Linked DNA regions of Zea mays: region 2 is linked to region 1. A link is a contact called in public Hi-C data. All regions are on one chromosome and are shown on one strand. The core of a region is the stretch at or near the end of the contact, and the rest is flanking DNA. Distances in the headings are between cores, read along the strand shown.

Region 1 (3,415 bases), core at 605-3,104:
GTCAAATATGTCTGCCCAAACCGTGCCCGTTGCTCCCCGAGCCGCCGTATACTTTTTGTGCTATCTGTGCATCCTCTCCTCATCGTGTGTTGATCCAATAAAAAAGATTACCCCTGTACTTGTTTCCATGCCGCTGGTGCTAGTCATTATCTCTACCCCTTAAATCCACTAGATCAAACTAATCTAAGTCCACCCATAAATCTTCTCACCCACTCATGCCTCTACTAAACCCACCCACCGTTTTTACCCCAGACAAATCCCACTGTCAACAAAACCAACGTTCCAGATTATTTTATTTGCCTACTTTCTCTTACTTAAACACATCCGACTGTCAAAAGACCATATAGTTCTCTCTCAATATTTCTAAAAAACATAGATTAATCTCTCTAATCTAGTGGCTAAACCTCTCTAATATCAAAAAGGGAAATACTTTTATTTATAAATAAGGATGTAAATGGTATGAATATTATCCATCTGTATTCGAATTCGATCCATATAAAAGGTTTGAGATCCGATCTACATCCAAGTCCGAGTATTATTTATATTCGTATCTATATACTCAAAGTTGAAAATTAAGATGTTAATATATATTCAAATCTTATCCGATACAACTTGATAATATTTGTATCCTATTCGAATACCCAAAAAATATAGAAATAAATATGGAACATGTAATATCTATCGGTATCGGATTCAATTACATCTCTATCTAGGAAGTCGAAGACTCATTCGAGGCCGCCACAAACTCTTCAGTAGGGATGGCAACGGGTACATACCTGTCGGGTAGTACCATTCCATACCTGTACCCATCAAAAAAATTATACCCATTAGGTTACCCGTATATGCTCGCGGGTATAAAATCTTTACCCATATCCGTACTCGTGCGGGTAATTTTACCCGTCGGGTAATCTGTACCAGCTAGGAAAGTCTTAAATTCCAATATATTCATCACTCATAATATTAAAATAAACATACAAAAACAAGTTTAACTTCACATATAGCAAATTATATGATTACATAACTTGGTAGCTAGACAAATGATAGCTAGAGATGGGTTCCATTTTAGCTAAGATAGATTCTATTAGATGATTATAGTGCTATTGATGCGGTTATATTTTATCCATTGGTAGACGGGTATGAATAATACCAACCCGTACTTGTACCTGTCTACCCAACAGGTAGAGGTTCTTGCTCATTAACATACTCGTAAGTAGATAAATTATCTCGTACCTACCTTTATATCGGGTAAAAGTTTTTGAATTGCGTTGGGGGAAATCTACCAAAGCTAGGCAGATAGATAGACTCCTTTCCCGCGGCTAAGGGAGAGCAAGAAACTAAATCACATGATTTTTCACCAGCGCCCTTTTTTTTGCGGGTACTAAGAGTCCTCTCACTACCAACCAGCAGACATCATCATCTGGCTGAATCTTGCCGGTATCAACAACGAGAAAGAAGAACCAAATGGAAACAACAACTAACTATGGCTCTTGGCCCAGACAACGTCCTAGGCGTAGGGGAGATCAAAACAAGAAGTCACGCCTAAACGACGACGCCCGTCCTGGGCTGCAGTAAGTAGATCGAGAGGTCGTTCCGCCCCTTGTCCTCGAAGATGGGTAATATGTTCTCATACAATGTTGCTCCAACTTTTTTCTAGAGGGCCTAGCTGGCGAGCGATCCCAGTCCGCGGCAGAGAACACGTCGGGTAATTCGGGTAATTGCCAATCATCTCTTTGTCGTCCTAACACCCAACAGGCTGAGCGCCGTGCCGCTTGAGCGCCTTGGGCCGCTCCCTTCCGCAGACCGCGCGCCACTAGGCCAGCCCAGCCGAGTAGGCCGCCTCCCACCTAGAGGCCGAATAGGCCGAGCGTGCGCCCGTGCTCAAGCGCCCGAGGAGCTCCCACCCAGCCGCCAGTAGCCTTTGCCGGCCTGAGCGCCACTTCTTATGAAGCTCCTACACATGACAGCGCGCCTGAGAAGACCGAGTAGGACTTTGCCCTGATGGGCCGCGCTCATCCAGGCTGAGTGCGGTGGGCCGCTCGCCAGGCCTTACCGTCACGCCACCGCAGTGGGCTGTTGCTAGTGCCCGCAAAGAAGAGATGCGTCTGATCTCTCTTTTTTTCCTTTTTTTTATTTTTCTTTTCCTTTTCTGACTCTGCCATGCAAGCATCCAACTCAACGCTTTCTGGCTCATTGGTATCCTGCGTGAATCGATCTAGACCTTGGGTGCGTTGATAAAGCAACATCTGCATATAGCGAGGCTGAGTCTACACCTACACATGCAATGTAGGCCAAAACATATTCTCCAGCTGCATGTATGGATACGCCACAAAATTCAGTTTCTCGTGGACCACGCTCGCCCGAGCCAGGCGCCACTTGTCTACCTAATCAATCAGCCGATTTATGTTCGTCTTCAATGCATGTAAATGACACGTGCACCGGGGTGAAGTCCAAAACATTCCGCACATTTTCTTGGACCAAATACATCAGTTTCTTCGTGAACTTAGGTCTTGTTTGATACTGCTTATCTTCAAAAAAATCTGATGAAGTTAGTGAAGTAGGTCATTAGAAGCTTTAAAAAATCATGAAGCTGAAGATGGAAATCTTTAGAACACATTTAGATAAGTTATTTTGTTTATTATTTAGATTAAAAATATTTTTTAAAACTATTTCAATTTATATTATAAACTACAGTGTCACATTAAAACTGAACCTAGAACAACACTTACCAAGCATGTTACATCAATATCAAAACACATATTTACACACATACATTACGTTCAAAAATCATGTAAATCACTTTGCCAAACCAATGCCAATATAACTCAATGTTTTGTCACACGTGATTTAACAATCTTCCCTTTGTGAAAGTATTGACAATACCACACAAACATTGAATATTGACATTCCCTTTTAGAAAAAAATGATTAAAATTCAAAAGCAAAGTGAAAAAGAACGACAAAAGATCTAAACCAAAATATTCCCCTAAAAAGAAGATAAATATGCAATATTGTGCCATGTGTTTGTCAAAATCCCCCCTTTAATAGTAATTTCGTCAACAATACACCAGAGATAACTTTGATTCCCTTTGTACACATTTGGATAATGATGAGCATTATAATTAATCCATATTTGTACAGATACTCAACAAAGGCATAGTAAAATATAGTCACACTTCCACATCCATGTACACATGATTTAATCCAAGCATAATTAAAAATTGAGGAGTCCACTAAGGACCGAGTTTCTCTCAACCCTTTTCTCACTCAAATGATCACCAAGATCGAACTTGAGTTTCACTTTGCTTTTCTTAAGAGATCAGAGTCTCCACAACTTCACACGTTGAAGGCTCTTGATAGCTTTACAATCAATGGATGTCTTGCACCAAGACTCAAGAACACAACACACACTCTTCTCT
Region 2 (3,415 bases), core at 364-2,863, 230 kb before region 1:
TTCTCGTTCTCGGTAGTAGACGAGAAACGAAATTCGCTCTGGTTTCAGAGGTATTTCAGTTTGAAATCTAAAAATATAAAAGTCAAAATTTGGTCAACAAAACGGTTTTCGAAAATTGCAAAACGAGAATATAATCCCTTGTTCTGCTACATAAGACAATACATACTTCAGAGATAAGGTTTGTGATATGTTTCCTTCTTATATCACTTTAAAAAAAACAGCATACCATATCCAATAGTGTCCCTTCTTTGTCACTGTCACTAAGAAAACCTGTACATTAACAGGTTTTAGATATGGATGTTTCTGTACTGAATTACTTGAATTTTGAAATGACAGCACCCACAGCAAAAGTGCTTTTTGAGGTGCTTTTCTGTTCTACTTCGTTTTAGTAAAATTTATGGTGTTATACTAATCTAACATCCAAGTAACTCTTCTGTTCTGTTCTTTTCGTTTTTGCTTACAATAGTATATTTGCTCGTGCTGCACAAGAGTGTGATGAGGTACTGCTATATAGTCAGCTTCTGTTTACTGGAAGGAATTCCTATTAAGTTACAAAGACAACCATTCACTGACATTTTCTGTCTGTACAGGATCCTGCTTTGCATCTCAGGTTCCTCGCCAATGTACGCTGAGCTATATATCACTACTGGAGTACAATCTACTCTTAGTCTCTTACCCTCCATCACTAATAACTGCATCGGCTATTTTATTGGCAAGATTTATACTACAGCCAGTAAAGTGTCCTTCGGTTCCATCTCTATAGCAGTTGCCTAGTGAAATCTCTTGCGACCTAACTAACACCTTCTCTATAGCAGTTACTTACTGGATTCTTCTTTACGTTGCTCAAATGCCCAGTGCAGAGCACAGCACAACTATGCAGGCGGTTAGTTTATGCAAGTGCTGATGACCCAGGTTATTTCAGGTGATTACAAGAGTGTAGATTCTAGATCAACGTTTGGGCCATGTGATTTTCTTTTCCTGCTTCCAATCTTTCTGTATATAGACCCATGTTTCCAGGCACTACTTGTACGTTAACTGAAGAAATTTCGGACCAGTTTGGTAGAGCATGTGTATATATGAGAAGACAATAGACTAAGTTCATAGTAGGTTGCAATCTCTAGTTCAGTGCATTATGCATGTTAAATCTGGATGATGAAGCCTTATTAATCCCTTTGTGCTCTGATCGAATTTAATTTTTCTAAGGAATGGTACATACCTTTTTTGATCAAAATATTTCAAGCACAGTAAAAACAGGTAGAGATTTAAATCAGTACAAAGCATTGTGTTGGAGCTCTTGACTCATTAGCATGCAAACCGCCGTGTCATCTCAGAGTTTCTTTCTAGAATTTCATTTGCAAAATTCCAGTGGTTGGTTCTTCAACTACTGGTGGCTTGGACACATAAAGTTGTTGTCCTGTCCTCGCCGACGACGACTCGCCTGTTCTATATGGCTTTAATCTAATTGTTCAGACTGCTGCAGCTATAATTTATAAAGACAAAATACTATAGAAAACGTAGAATCGCCGCAGCGAACATGACTGTCTACAATGCAAGTGCCAATATATTATATCAGTATCAGAGTATCATTGTCAGTGTGGAACGCACCATACGCCACATAGTCCAAGAGCGTGCGTCGATGTGCTCGACTTTTTCCAGCCAGTTACGTTGCTGACAAAACCCATCCGTGAGCTATCATTTTATATTTTGGTTCATCAGTGGCGAAGTTCTGCCAACCCAACAGTTTGTTTACTACTCTCTCCGTTTCTTTTTATTTATCGCTGGATAGTGCAATTTTACACTATCCAGCGACAAATAAAAAGAAACGGAGGGAGTACATCGTCGTCGAACGATCGACTTCTGTTCTGGAAACGAAAGTGACAGTGACAGTGACAGGCACTGTGTATCGATTCGATCGTAATGGACTTGTCTTTGAGTTCGCCATGCATGCAGAACTTATCTGTTCTGGAAACGAAAGTGAGACCCCGTAATCAACTCATACTCTGGTGATCTGGTCGGTGTCTAGATGCTATTTGTTGTGACCGACAACCGTTACCATCCATGCATGAAGGCTCAACAAACTAGCTTGGTCTTATCTGTTGATGCTCCTCGCTTTGGAACTAGCTAGCTTAATTATGTAGCCAGTAGATCATTAATTGCACGTAATAACTTTTTTGGTAGCATCTCAAGTTTAATTAAAATTATTTTAAAAATACAAAAATATGACAAATATATATATATATATATATATATACTACAAAATATAATTAATAAAATATTACTAATACTTATTTTATAACTAAATACTGTTATTTTATTATATAAATTTGATCAAACTAAGATACTTTGACCCTACCAGAAAATAAGAATCATCTATATTATTAAAAGGAGGACCGATATAATAATCTGGTCTCCGGAATGAAAAGGGGCCCATTTGCATGTCGTTAGAATCTGATCCTCAATGCATTGCGCGAACTAATAACGACAAGCGTTTGCGTTAACCACGCGCCTAATCGCCACTATAGTATTTTCTAAGCTGGAGCGGCACATTACCTAGAGCCAAGAACATTTAGGGCCGTCCTACATTAATATAAACATGCATATATATTAGGTAGAGGGCACAAATTATTAGTTTATTCAGTGTTTCCACTACTACATTGTTGATCACTTGTTTTTGATATCTTTGGGATATCAAAAAATAAAACAACACAAGTTAAAAAAATTATAGATGTCGACGTTCCGAGACCGGGGGTCCCTGAGCCGACGAGTGAATGTCGTCGCGTGCCCCAGCGTAGATGGGTCGAGCGCAAGGGCGAGCGCGAAGGGGGGAGAGCGAGGCGGCCGGAGACCAACGTGAGAGAGGTGGGAATCCCGCGGCCTTCGTGTTCGTCCCGCGCCCAGGTCGGGTGCGCTTGCAGTAGGGGGTTACAAGCGTCCACGCGGGAGAGGGAGCGAGCGGCTTCAAGCGAGCGCCTGTCTCGCCCTCGTCCCCGCGTGGCCGACCCTCTCTAAGAGGGCCCTGGTCCTTCCTTTTATAGGCGTAAGGAGAGGATCCAGGTGTACAACGGGGGGTATAGCAGAGTGCTACGTGTCTAGCGGAGGAGAGCTAGCGCCCTAAGTACATGCCGTCATGGCAGCAGGAGAGATTTTGGCACCCTGCTGATGTGATGTCGTGGCCATCGGAGGAGTGCTGGAGCCTGACGGAGGGATAGCTGTCGGAGCGGTTGAGTCCTTGCTGACGTCCTCTTGCTTCCGTAAGGGGGCTGAGAGCCGCCGTCGTCACAGAGTATGCGGGGCGCTATCATTGCCTATCTGGCGGAGCGAGCCAGATGGGACACCGGTCTTGTTCCCAGCGGCCCGAGTCGGCCCGGGGTAGGGTGATGATGGCACCTCCCGTTGACGTGGCTGGTCTGCGCCA

Evidence for each region. Hi-C and Micro-C count contacts between places; a contact is called where the count stands out from the background.
Region 2: a contact with region 1 is called in a Hi-C map of leaf, with 6 times the contacts expected there. The contact joins two enhancer-like sites. A contact is called at or near these places in 4 of 25 Hi-C or Micro-C datasets (ear, leaf and tassel).

Annotation. Positions count from the first base shown.
Region 1 is chr8:2,984,325-2,987,739 of Zm-B73-REFERENCE-NAM-5.0, reverse strand. No RefSeq gene overlaps it. Among protein-coding and RNA genes, the nearest start is that of LOC100501819, 110 kb to the left of the region's middle. Within about 2 kb of position 1,854, at least 17 of the 20 cell types and tissues checked have an H3K27ac peak or open chromatin away from gene starts, as enhancers often do. A contact at or near this core is called in leaf, where this site is marked.
Region 2 is chr8:3,215,834-3,219,248 of Zm-B73-REFERENCE-NAM-5.0, reverse strand. No RefSeq gene overlaps it. Among protein-coding and RNA genes, the nearest start is that of LOC100278151, 29 kb to the left of the region's middle. Within about 2 kb of position 1,613, at least 6 of the 20 cell types and tissues checked have an H3K27ac peak or open chromatin away from gene starts, as enhancers often do. A contact at or near this core is called in leaf, where this site is marked.